Regions from separate parts of the Sus scrofa genome. Here region 2 is linked to region 1. The links are chromatin contacts, called in public Hi-C maps. All regions are on one chromosome and are shown on one strand. Each heading gives the region's core, a stretch centred on a gene start, on an enhancer-like site or on the middle of the called end of the contact. The rest is flanking DNA. Distances are from core to core; before and after follow the strand shown. Region 1 overlaps CDKAL1 (threonylcarbamoyladenosine tRNA methylthiotransferase). Region 2 overlaps LOC106504343 (a long non-coding RNA gene).

The links. A called contact is a pair of places that touch in the nucleus more often than the background predicts.
Region 2: a Hi-C map of embryonic fibroblasts shows a contact between it and region 1, with 2.3 times the contacts expected there. The contact joins two enhancer-like sites. A contact is called at or near these places in 2 of 47 Hi-C or Micro-C datasets (embryonic fibroblasts and heart right ventricle).

The regions. Positions count from the first base shown.
Region 1 is chr7:16,358,288-16,365,139 of Sscrofa11.1, forward strand. The region is part of intron 11 of CDKAL1 (threonylcarbamoyladenosine tRNA methylthiotransferase); the gene reads left to right. Among named protein-coding and RNA genes, the nearest start is that of CDKAL1, 450 kb to the left of the region's middle. Within about 2 kb of position 3,899, at least 14 of the 83 cell types and tissues checked have an H3K27ac peak or open chromatin away from gene starts, as enhancers often do.
Region 2 is chr7:18,420,943-18,428,248 of Sscrofa11.1, forward strand. The region is part of intron 4 of LOC106504343 (a long non-coding RNA gene); the gene reads right to left. Among named protein-coding and RNA genes, the nearest start is that of NRSN1, 580 kb to the right of the region's middle. Within about 2 kb of position 4,004, at least 9 of the 83 cell types and tissues checked have an H3K27ac peak or open chromatin away from gene starts, as enhancers often do.

The sequences.
Region 1 (6,852 bases), core at 2,649-5,148:
GCATTGCAAGGGCTATCAAGCTCTATGGCTTGAGGCCATAAATTGATTGCCAGCAGGGGTCAAACAGGCGTTTCTGCTTTCTCTGTACAATCTCCCTTGGGTAAACCATCTCAGTATTTGGTGTACTAGCAGCAAGGGCAGAGTGAATTTACACTTTCTTCAAACAAATTGCTAGAATATTCACTGCTTAATATAGGTGTGGATTAGTAGGATTTTTTATTTAGAGAGCTAAACATGGAGCCCAGAATTATTTCTCTAGAAATAATATCAAGCCACTGGAAATAAATCCAATAATGTAGTCAAGTATATGCACATAGGGTCTATTTGGTCCACACTGGATGTTCAAGACAGGGGTTTTAAATTTAGGGTTTTTACTTATAAGAGCTGCTGAGGAAAAAAAAAAAAAAAAAAAAAAAAAAAGAAGCACTGATTGCTGATGAACTAATTTGGTGCTAATTACCTATAACAAAATGCTAAAACCAAAGTTGGTCCCCAAAGTATAAATACGTGTATGTTGCAGTTTTTGCTTATGTCTGTTTCATATCACCTCAATGGAATGTGTTCTTACAAAAATGTTTTTAAAATATTGAAATAAGCTTCTAAGTGATAGAAATTATTTCGAGATATAAAATAGAAGGATTATCTAGCCTTTTGCAAATATTATGACATTAGCTGCTTTTGCTAAAGATGAACTCTTAGGTCAAGCAAACTTTTAATGGCCTAAAATTGAATTAATAGAGGCATATACATTATTATTTTGTGTCTAGTCATTGCTTTTTGTTATTCGGTAATATTTTGGTAATATTTTTCTTTGCGAAGGTAGGGAGAACTGTTTTTTTCTCCATTCCCTCCCAGATTATTTAAATGAAGGTATATTCATATATAAACTAGGTGTGTTTTCTTAGTAGTGGCAAAAGGGAGGTTGTGCCTTTCCTACCTTATTTTATCTCTTTTACTTTGCTATCTGTCCTGTGCCTCATTTGTTAGGTGTTGTTTGGTTTCTATTTTTAACTGATTGGTTTCTTTTGGCCTCCTCATTGAGCTGTTCATTCCTTTTCTCTTTCTTTCTTAGTTTTAAGAGAAACTATTTCTACAGGTGCCCATTTGTTACAAATACTCCAAATGTATTTTTTTCCTAATTAAGATCCCACCTTGTATTCTTTCTACTGCTATGTCAGGTGCTGTGTACAGAATTAAGAGTTTCTAAAGGGGTTTTATTTTTCATTAAAAATAGACTGGAGGCTTGATGGCATAACTATTAATGGTTTAGGCTCTGATTAGATATATGAAACTTAAATAATACCTTTTCCAGACGCCTTAGAAGTCACTCGGCTGTAACAGTAACCTGTGGTTCAGGTGCTGTACGTGACTAACTGCTGTCTTGTGCGCTGTGCCTTATGGTGATGTTTAAAAGTTTTTTCCTTAATGAATTGGATGTGCATAGGAACTGTCATCCATATAGCAATATTCAAAATGTAACCTATTTAAGCCTTTCCTTCAAAATGTCTCATATGCTGGTAGGCCACTAGGAGATGCTAAATAACAATGTGGCCCTTTAATTTACTTACCTCAACTAGCACTGAGGAAAGAATCTTAAAAGTTGCTTCTAGCTTTTTTTTTTTTTTTTTTTTTAACCACTTAACCTTTTTAAAAAAGCATTTTATTTATTCACGGGCCCTTTTCTCTTTCCTTCTTTATTTTCCACCCCACAAATATTTTATCTCCAAAGTAAAAATGCTTTATTAACACCAATATCCTAAATGATATTGTTTAGAAGTTTTAGAAGCTATGGTGCAAACCTCATTAGAAACAAATAATTCTTTCTCTTTTTCTTTCATTCTTTACTCCCCAAAAAGAAAAAGTGAAAAGACATGAAGGGACAAGATATGTAGGTTTTGCCAGTTTAGTTAAAATGATCATGAACATGTGGAATGAGTAGGCAGCTTAGAAATCAGAGTCTGGGAGTTCCTGTCATGGCTCAGCAGTTAACAAACCTGACCAGCATCCCTAAGGATGCAGGTTCGATTCCCTGGCCTCGCTCAGTGGGTTAAGGATCCAGCATTGCCATGAGCTTTGGTGTAGGTTGCAGACACGGTTCGGATCCCGAGTTGCTGTGGCTGTGGTGTAGGCCAGCGGCTACAGCTCCTATTTCATCCCTTGCCTGGGAACTTCTATATGCTGTTGGTGCAGCCCTGAAAAAAAAAAAAAAAAAAAAAGGTCAGACTAAAAAATGTTAAGTTGGGTGTATTGGGGATAGCCCTACATCTTCAACTAATTTTGGCTGTTTTGACAGAAAGGGACTCTAGCAAATTCATGGGTATTATGATGTTAAAAAAAAAAAAAAAAAGCCAAAGAAAAAAGATGCTAAACTTAAGTATGTTGTGAACCTAGCCACTTTGGTAGAGATATTCACTTGCAGTGCTGTCATAATTTTATTCTTAGCAAGAACTTTTGTACAGGAATAGTCAGATCAAAATATGGGAGCATACCCATAGGGTCAGATAAACTAGATTTAAGTCCTGACTGTCTTTGTAATATTGACCAAATTACTTAACCTCTTTGACCTTGGTTTTCTTATCAGTAAAATGAAGATAAGTCCTTTTCTTTAAGGTTGTGAGACTTAAGATAATGTGCACTAAGATAGACTTAAGACAGTTCTTGGTATTCACTCATTAAATGACTGCTGATGCTTTTTCTAATAATAATAAAAGCAGCACAACAGAACAGTCATCCAATGATACCTAACAAAATAACAAAAGAAGTACAACCACAGCAGAAGAGTCATGAAGTGATACCTAAAAAATAAAAACAGTTGATACAGTCTATGTAGAAGCCAATGCACGTGACCAGTGCAATCTAAGATACACAGAAAATCAGTACAGAAGAAGAAAAATACATTGAAAATATTTTTGTTTTTACTTCTATAAATTTTTAGAAAATGTCCCTCTGTGTTGAAAGTGTAGTTGGCAGACGTTGTCCAAAAGGTTGAGAAAACAGGGTGAATATGCAACAGCTACATGTTAATTAAAGTCTACTAATGTCTCCAAGAACGATTCTGTCAATTGGGGTCTTTTTTTTTTGGACCAGAGTTCTCATCACCCTTTCAAGACCTTTCTTCCTTTCTTCACTCTGCACTCTGTTTCAACCCCCAGTAGCACTAGTCTCTAAACCTTTCTTTCCTCTTCATTGTAAACCTTTGCTTTCCTGGAACACTTAAGAGTCCTTGTCACTGGTAGTTAATTTTGTATGTTGTCAATCCTGTTGAAGTGTTGTTGGTTGATATTGCCTGGAAACTTCTTTCCTAAATAAAATTTGCATTTGGCTGGGTCTTTCCTTACTTAAACAAGGAGAAATAACAGAGAATAGGTTAGGAACTCTGCAGAACCTATATGCAAGATATTTTTGTTCAGAAGGAAATTTCAGCACCTGCTGCCCCTGAGCAGAAGCTGTATGCTTTTTTATAATGGACCCACCCATTTTAGAAAAGCTGCTAGTACATGGAGTAGTACAGACTCCCAGTACTGCCTCCCCCTTTTCAGCCCCCCAGATACAGAATTTAGTTGCATTTAAAGCAGAATTAGCTCTCTCATCTTTGGGTGGTATAAAACATTATCTTATCCCATTATTTGTTTCAAAATAAATACATAAAATATTGTCGTGAGTAGTTCCACAGGTTTGTGTCTAGCCGGGGAATGCATTCTGAGCAGTATTCAGAGGGGGTCAATTATCTGCCAGACTCTCATGGCCTGGCTGCTGCCCAGAGTCCTGGGAGATATAATCAGTTTCAGTTAATCCCAAACAATGGATTGTGGCGGGAACTCGGGTAAGTGGCGGGTGGACTGCACCCCGTCTGTTGATTTAAGTTGTCAAGAGAGCTTGACTCATGCTTAGACCTGACACCAGTTTGGGTCAGCTGACTGCTCTGAAAACCATTACCAGTAAACGAGGCTTCTTTTGTGTGTGAGGAGGGAGAGGATGACCTTTGTGGTCGTTTTACCCCTCCTTCTGCTCACTGCAGCCTCCACAGCCCAGCTGTGAGGCTCTTTCCATGACTTGTGATCTGCTCATACCACTCATGCCCATCCCTGGTTATCCAGCCTCATGGCTGAGGGAGATGCCAGTATATTGTGTGCATCACACTCTTGTTGGTGATGTTTAATAAAAATGCACTAGTATTCACTTTATCATATGCCACATCTCTACTGCATTTCATGATTTTCATAGGGAGTCTTATCTGTCCGATATATATTTTAGGCCGGGGCAGGGCAGGAATTACATTGCATCAGCGTTAATCATTCTTGTTACCTTTTGATTAGATCACTCGGGATAAATACTGGTTGAGAGAATGATGTCAGGTTGAAAGCATGAGGATAAATACGGTCAGAACATTAGCACTTTGTTTAATGTGATTTTTTTAAAAAGTTTGAAGATAAATGAGTCTTATTTTGTCATTCTATTTTTTTCTACCATGAGCCTTTGAAAGTAAATCATAGCAATTTGAACTTGAGAAACACACACAAATGGAAACTTCTTCTTCCTTTGATACCAGTTTAAACTTATTTACTCTGAGTTGATTTAAAGCCCGTATATAGGGGGTCCTTTTGTGGCTCAGTGAGTTAAGGACCTGACATTGTCTCTGTGAGGATGCCAGTTCCATCCCTGGCCTCACTCAGTGGGTTAAGGATCCAGTGTTGCCTTGAGCTACGGCATAGGTCGCAGATACAGCTCCAATTAGATGCCTCCCTGGGAACGCAGGTGTGGCCATTTAAAAAAAAAAACAAACAAAAAGCCCATATATAGGTATGTTTGTTGCAGTAGGTCTGACTAAAGGGCACCATCATATAATGGCGAGGTGCTGTGAGGAACTGAACCCCAGAGGGTGACCCAGGGTGGCCATAAGCTCACACCCTCCTGTTAGCACCAGTTAGTCTCAGGAAACCTTGAGGGCCACACTTTGATATGGATCATCTTTCCCGTTCTTTCTGTAAATTAGTTTTGGAAAGCCAGAAAGCTTCAGCTCTTCAAGTACATAAGATGTATGATTTTCTCTTTCCATACCTTTATCAAGCTTTGTACCCTGTCTCTTTCCTGTTACACTTTTGAAGGTATCTGCATCATTTAAATGATTAGCTTCTCAATCATAAATGATTCCATTTTCTAATGACTAGAATTTTGTCTTCTGGAGAATGTCTGTGACAGATTTCCGTGGTTTTTATTCTACTTTCTAATTTCGTTTTCATTTACTTAAGAACAAAGTGCAAACTTTCATGAGAATAGATGCAGTAGACAGAGTGCCGTAATTTATTTTTATTTACCATAGATCATAGCCATTTCACTTTTTCTGGCAAAATGGGAACAAATCCATCATGGCTCTTTCATCCTTTTCTACTGTGTCATGCACTTCAGTGGGGTGTGTTAGTTACTCACGTGGTGTCACATGGAAAAGAAGAGGTACGATTGCTTTCCTTTGGTTTATGCAATGACCTCAAGTGAGGGGAAACTGTCCTCCGTTGAAGAATGTATCATGAATTTTCGTGTGGCATTTCCTTTTATATTAATTTATAGATGAATATGTGATAGAGATGATAAAATATGAAGACATGACTCTTCTATTTTAGCCAACAAAATAAGATATACATATTGCATGTATATCTGCTAGGTTCTACTTTACTGTAACAAGGTGAAGATTAACTTCAGAGATGACTTGATAAAAAGTATCAATGTTAGTAGTTTTTTTTTTTCTGGGACGACATATGGAAAAGTTTTATAGGTGACATGAGTCTGTAATTTTAACGTGTGTTAACAGAATTTATTTATTTAAATCTGCACTCAGGAATTGTTTACAGAGAAACATGTGAAATGTAAGATTTTTAAAAAAAAAAAATGCAGTTGAAGAAATCAAGAGAAAGGAGAAAACTAATGTAGGAAAGATAAGATGATACCAGTGGTCAGGTTATTATCAAAAATACATGTCCTCTAGTCTCGTGCACTTAATAGACTTAGACTGAATATTTGACCATAAAATTTCTGGAAGCCAAAGCAAAGAGGGAAATATTATCAGTTATATGATTTGCCCAAGATTTGAGTAAATCTTGTAAGATTTAAAAGATGTATGCTGCAAGACATAGCTATTCCTAACATTGAGACTACAGCAAAAATTCCATGTGTGGGAGTTCCCGTCGTGGCTCAGCGGAAACAAATCTGACTAATCTCTGAGAGGATGTGGGTTTGATCCCTGGCCTTGCTCTGTGGGTTAAGGATGTTAAGAATCCGGCATTGCCGTGAGCTGTGGTGTAGGTCGCAGATGCAGCTCGGATCTGGCATTGATGTGGCTATGGTATAGGCCGGCAAATGGAGCTCTGATTCAACCCCTAGCCTGGAAACTTCCATGTGCCGTGGGTACAGCACTTAAAAAGACACACACACACACACACAGACACACACACACACACACACACACACACATTCCATCTGTGACCCTTCTTGTAACATCCATGTGCTCATAACCGGCCACATGGGAGGTCTTTTCCCCCTTTCTCATTGGTGAGACAGTGCCAAATCACAGTTCAGAAAAATCCAAGGACAGTTTTCTCACTCTCACATAATCCGAGAGTACATTTTTTTCCATATAGAGGGATGGATGAACTTCACATCCTTCAATCTGCGCTATTTCTCACATCTGTGTTTTTGATAACTCATGCATAGCAAAAATTCTGATGTTGTATTATCCGAACAATACATAGCATAGAATAAAAATGTATTTTGTTGCTGAATTAAAGACAGATCCTCAGGCTTAAAAGTCTGCTTCTCTGATAGAACTTGAATTCTTATGTGTCATGTGAATGCAGTCAT
Region 2 (7,306 bases), core at 2,754-5,253, 2.1 Mb after region 1:
ATCCCTGTTTCTTGATTTACTTAGGTCTTCAATTTTTTTCATCATCATATAGATTCTACTATATAGATTTATACATAAGTATTTCACTGTCTTGAAAACTCTTCTGAATAATATTTTAATGTCAGGTTACAGTTGTGCATCGCTAGACTATAGAGATATGATTGTCATCTTCAAATAGTGACAGAAAACGCTTTCTTTCTGATCTGTGGGCACTTTGTTTACTGTATTGCCTTGTTGTACCGGCTATGATTCCAGCAATATGATCAATACGAATGGGGGGAATAGATACCCTTAACTTTTTTCCTAAGGAAGAAAGCATTCAGTCTTCCACCAGTAAGTATAATGTTAGATATAGGGTTTTCTTTTCTTTTTATAGCTGAACCTGCAGCATATGGAAGTTTCCAGGCTAGGGGTTGAATCAGAGCCACAGTTGCCTTCCTAGCCACGGCCACAGCAACACCGGACATGAGCCACATCTGTAACCTATACTGCAGCTTGCAGCAATACCGGATCCTTAACCCACTAAACAAGGCCAAGGATTGAACTCACATACTCAGAGAGATAGTGTCAGGTTCTTAACCCGCTGAGCCACAACAGGAACTCTGGCTGTAGGGGTTGTGTGGACACATTTTATTGGATTGGGGATGTTCTCTTCCATTCCAAATTTATTGAAAGATCATTTAAATAAATGGGTGTTAAATGATTTTTCTGCATCAACTGATATTATCACATGCTTTTGCTTCTTTTGAATCTAAATTTGTAGATTACCTTGTATGATTTTTAAAATATGGATACATCCTTGCGTTCTTGGAATAAGTTCCACTTGATATTAGTGCATTATTCTTTTTATATATCATTAGATTCAATTTACTAATAATTTGTTGCTAATTTTTGTGTCTATGTTAATGAGGAATATTGTTATGTAGCTTTCCTACATTAGCTATGTTTGGTTTTGATATCCAAGGAATGAGGACATTATGGCACGAATTGGAAGTTGACCCCCTCTCCTCTGTCTTCTGGAAGAGAGTGTAAAGAATTAGCGTTATTCGTTCTTTAAACATTTGCCATGAAAATCACTTCAATAGCTTTGTCTTTAATTCCCTTGCCTGCTCACCTCCTCAATTCACTCCGCCAGAGTGATTGCGTATGTTCAACATTAGCAGAAAAAAAAAAAATTTGGCATGATCATGTTTTTAAAAACCACACTTGCAGAATGAATTGAGGAGGTGTACAGGCAAAGCAGAATCAGTGACTAGGGTATTGAAGTTATTTTCTTGAGCGGTAAAACTCCCTTGGACAAGTCGCTAATAATAGGAATGGGAACAGGTAACAGTATGATGTATAATGCTTAGAACACATTCTGGTACATAATAGTCAATCAATGTTAGCTTCTTCATTTCCCCTTAGTTTAATTTTCCTAGAAGAAATGCAAACAAATCAGACCACCCTGTAGATTACAGATTAGCAAACTATAGCCTGTGGGCTGCTTGCTTGCTTTTGCAAACAAAGTCTTACTGGGACACAACTACTCCCATTTTATATGGATTGCCTATGGCTGTTTTTTGTTGTTGTTACAATAGCAGAGTTGAGTTGCAATAGATACCCTATGGCCCATGAGCCTAAAATATTTATCATATTGCTCTTTATGAAAAGAAATATCATCCCTGCTGTAGATCTAAGTCTAAGGATGTGAATCATATACTTTTAGTAATTTTTTAGTGGTTGCTTTTCTAGAATTTCTAGAAATTCTAGAAAATTTCTCCTAGAATAAAAGCCATCATCCTTACAATTTCTCACAATAATATACTCCAACCTACTCGCTCAAACCCACCCTTCTCCTAATTTCTCTTTGATCTCACTGCTTATTACTCCAGCATCAGTCACTCTATGTCAGTTTCCTTGTCCTTCAAACACTTAGACATATTTCGTTTTGGGGACCCATCTCTGGAGATTTCCTCTGGCAGGAATTTTCTTCTCTCAAGTGTTCCCATGATTTGTTTCTCATCTCCCTAAACTCTGTTCAAATCACCTTCTCTATTTCTTTTTGAGATTTATCCTGACCACTCTACTTTCATTAGATTGAGGAAACTCCCTAACATTTTGAGAATTCCCAAATCTCCAGAACATTTAAATTTCCGTAGACCCATTAACACATTATAACCAAATGCTATATACACGGATGCCTAGATTTGATTATCTTCCAGTATAAATCAAGCCACTTCAAATTGTTTAAACTCCCCTCTTTACTGCACAGAACATAACTTCTGTAAGTAGGATGAAACTCTTCAGTATGAATTGATCCTAATGAGAGAACAACACGGTCTTGAATTTTCCCCAGCCATGTTTTCTACAACCCTTCTATTGGTAGTTCTAACATATGAATTGGACTTGTAGTGAAGAAAAAAAACACAGATAAAAAAGGCCAAAGGGATTAGTGATATCTTTCATGTACCAAAGGACTATGCTTTCAAGTGCTACCTAACACATAGTTGCCTCACTATAATCAGATTTCTTCCTCAAAAATCACCACGTTAGGGAAAAATATCATTCCCACCCCTCCATCAACCCTAACATTTATGCATGTGCTTTCCTCCTATAGTTAAATGTCAGTCTTATTCTGTGATGTGTACCAGTGACCATGATGTTTCTATCTGAGAATGCCAGCTGAGGAATGACAAGAAGGGAGAATGTAAGATTTGACCAAAATAAATCATAATTGCATTGTCTCAGTTTGGACTTTTCTAAATCTAGAAATGTTTAGTATTCATGAAAAGTCATAATTGCCACGAAATTCTTTGTTTTCACAAGAATAATACATGAACACTTCAAATCAAAATTGAAGGAAATAGGAGTTCCCCTTGTGTCTCAGAGGTAACAAGCCCAACTAGTATCTGTGAGGATACAGGCTCCATCCTTGGCCCCGCTCAGTAGGATAAAGGCTCCAGCATTGCTGTGAGCTGTGGTGTAGGTCACAGACATGGCTCAGATCCCACATTGCTGTGGCTGTGGCGTAGGCCAGCAGCTGCAGCTCTGATTCAACCCTTAGTCTGGGAACTTCCATTCGCTCTGTGTGCAGCCCTTGAAAAAAAAAAAAAAAAGAAAGAAAGAAAAACAAAATTGAAGGAAACAGAAAAGACTAGAATGAAGAAAGATTATTAAAGGGTAGAATGAGAGAACTGTTGTGCTTTTGTTTTGTTTTATATCTATGTCTAAGCAGAAAATATAGCCCCTTTGAGTACATGTGATGGCACCAAGAACCTTGCCTTTTTCCAGCAGCCTTCAAGGGGTGACAGGGAGAAGGAGGGATCTGCTTGACATGGAAGATTGCTTTATTACTGACATTGTTTAAAATTGCCAGTATAGGATGATGATAAACAGACCTATTTTTCGTAAGCTTTCCTATGTTTTTTTAATTCTCTACAGACGATGTTACCCCCATATCGCCTGCACAGGGATAGCCCACTCCCCCTAATCTCCCCACCATGTGCCACTGCCTATGTAGTGCTAGAAGAAGTCAGGACCTCAATATAATGTTCCAAGATTACGTGAACAAGCAGGTCTGCATCTTCTGTATTATACAGGAGGACCCAAGGGAAACACATACAACAAAAGGGCCCAGTATAGGTAACAACTTAAAGGAATGGAATTCTCTAACATTATATATACACACACACACATATATATACACACACATACATATATATAATATACACACACATATCAATATAGATATATACACACACATATATATACACACATGCTATATATATATATATATATATATGTTTTGAAAGGCCTTTAGAAATCATTTTCCATTGGAAATTTTAAAGTAAATGTCCTAGTATTCTGGCATTTTCATATACGTCTCACTATTATTGAGTCTGCTTTATGTCAGAATCTAGAATATATGGAAACATCATTGGCAAAGGGTAGCGGGCAAAGTTAATTGCTTATTTCTCTTAGCAGAATGATTCATAGAATTTAGAGAGAGAGAATGTGAACATAGCAACACCCCCAGCCCCACGTACTGTTTCTGACCAAAATTAATGAGTTGTGATCAAGTTGGATAAATGAGTAGCTAGCTAATTTAAAAAAAAAAAAAAAGTTTTCACTGTTCCTTCCAAGTTGGAAAATGCATGTACTTAAAGTTCACTGACTCTATCCAAGAAACTGTCAGCCAGGATTATCGGCATGGCCTCTCAAGACTTGACCCATTGCCCGGGAGTCCCATGCATGACCTTGATCTCCGTGGTAAAACAACATCTATAAATAATGCATTAAGCATTTTCACATGCAGGCTGAGTAACATTCTTCATATATGCTCATGAAATCACACTGTTCCTCATGATGGTGCTTCACTTTTCTGTGCAATAACCTTTAAAAGGTTATTACTTGCTTGCTTTAAAATGAGAGCATGTTACCTATGAATTCCAATATAAAGCCTAGGGCTGTGAACTGTGAGAGGGAAAGAATAACACTTCCGTAACATCAAGTTAAATGTTTGACAATTGTGTTTTGATAAAAACATTTTAACTTTTTACTATTTTATGTGCAAAATGAATTAGTGGAATCAGAGCAGAGCCACTTCTCATGTAATTATTCTCAGACAGTTGGTTCCCCCTTAGTAAAATATTCTGGGGCTCTGGATTAGCTGACCAGAAACTGAATTTGTCTGTCTCCAAATCCTCAGCAGATCCCCAGATTTACACAAACACAATGAAAGGGGGTCCTCATTGTTCATGAGCTTTTGCTTTGGTTTTGTTTTCCTTCCAATCATTCTACTCACTGTTAATGGGCAATACACATAGGGCTCTGAGCTTGCATTTGATGGTTTCTGTCTAGAAAATCCAGGTTAATGTTGCATAAAAGCACAGCCAATCTGCTGGAAGAAGCATAGGATTTGAGAAAACATAAGCAACTGGCCTGGCTGAATTCTTTTTTCTCAGAAATACACTTTTACTTTCTCACAGAAACTTAGATATTTGGCCCAACACATTTCCTTTTTGTAATTAAGCTAGATCTGAAAAACAGTAACAAAGAAGCAAACCAGAGGATCCCCGCCCCCACCCCTCAAACCCTCCCCCAATGTCTGAGTTTTCAATATCGTTTAACATATTTTTTTTCCTTACCAGCTCTAATTGTATATCAGCTTTTCTGAATGAACCTTGTACAAAATGAATGTATTTTATTTGCATGTTTTATTTCATATTATTTTGGACAAGAAAAGGTTGTGTGTGGGGGCAGGGGAGATGGAAAATGGACTCCCAAACTGGGGTGTGACTGCCATCTAGTGTGATGCACTGTAACCCAGAAGGGAAGAAAAAGAGTATCTGTGTGATAATCCCGTTTAAAACTGCAGAGGTTAGAGGGAGGGAGGAGACCACTGCTCAGAAGAAATATCCCCCACACCAGTGCATTCACCATGTAATGAATTCCTTTGCTACAAAAGCATTAGTATGTGCTTGAACAATACAAAGTAGTCTATTTCTTCTAGCAAAATGGAAAAACTCTGGCCAATTTTAAAACCAAGTTCTTTATGAGAAGGCACGTCCTAACTGTTGTTAAGCAGCGGGGGTGTTTATTAAAGGGAAAAATGTCCACATCCTTTGAAAACAGTCCAGATACTCACATGTCCACAGCTTTCTGTAAGGATGGCACATTTGCACACAGCTAGGCAGACAGTTTTGATGGCACTTTAGTTTCCTTTCAAGCCCTCTGATTATATGAAATGAAAATAATGTTTGTCACTCATGCCCATAAGCAATTCACAATGCATTTGTTGCTGACAGATATATGACACTGGTGAAGACTCACTGCACAGGATCCTAAAAGTTAAACCTAACCACAAAACATAGACATGATACATAAAACCCTGGCTAAATATTTTTATTCAATTTTGCTTCACATGCACAAGAATATACATTTAAAAAAAAAAAGAGAGAGAACAAACACTGTCCTCTTAACCTTTTATAATTCTCACCCCTTTTCAAAATTGTGTCTAGTTCTGATACAGATTCAACCAGGTTTTAGCTGGTGCCTTTATAGCTGATAACCAGTATCATTTCTTCTACTCATTAGAAAACATTCTTCAATTCTTTATTTCACTGACTATAACTCCCCCCAACCCCTAATAACACACATATGCATCCTCTCCCACCCCACCTTACAGTGGTTAGTGATCTTATAAGCTAAGGACTTTGGTGCCCTGGTTATATAAGAAACTTAACACAATTCTAAAAGCTCAAACGACAGAAACCTGCAGGGATTGAAGAGCTAATTTGCAGAATCATAAGTGCAAAATCTAAGCTCAGAGGAATTTTAAGTCATTACCTATGTCAATGTAACCTAGAACTGCAGGGTGTTTTTATGGGTTTAAAAAGTGACCTATAGCTCCAAGTATCTTGAATTAAAACAAAAACCAAAAAACATTGCTCTCCCACACTGGAACCAGAAGTGCTGAAGAAGGAAGTCATGTTGCCAGCCATGCCCTTGGTGGAGATCAGATATCTGGAGGACATGCTGACGTCATAGCCCAGACAGGCAGAATCTCCAACTTCTCAGGTCATCTTTTAGATAGAAAAGTCTAGATGGAATGGTCCATATAACCATTCTCGAGTTTTTATGTGTGTGTTTGAGAGGGAAATTCAGTAAATTTTTCTGTTAGTGTTCTCTGTCTGTGAAACAGGACAGAAATAGAGGGAAGGGGAGCTGACTAGTGAAAGGGGACACAGAGATACCAGGAATTGAGATGAATCCATATTTGATAACATGCATAAAGACCAGAGAGCAGATTTAACTGGTTCTAAATATTATTTATAGAAATGGTAGCAACATGGATGGACCTAGAGAATCTCATACTGAGTGAAATGAGCCAGAAAGACAAAGGCAAATACCATATGATATCACTTATAACTGGAATCTAATATCCAGCACAAATGAATATCTCCTCAGAAAAGAAAATCATGGACTTGGAGAAGAGACTTGTGGTTGCCTGATGGGAGGGCGAGGGAGTGGGAGGGATCGGGAGCTTGGGTTTATCAGACACAACTTAGAATAGATTTACAAGGAGATCCTGCTGAATAGCATTGAGAACTATGTCTAGATACTCAAGTTGCAACAGAAGAAAGGGTGGGGGAAAAAACTGTAATTGCAATGTATACATGTAAGGATAACTTGACCCCCTTGCTGTACAGTGGGAAAATAAAAAAAAAAATGGTATAAAGATTAAGCTATTTTTCATCTGAAAAGAAGCGAGAGGAATAAATAGAATTGTATGGTTTGGGTCCATATAACCTAATGATCTGCC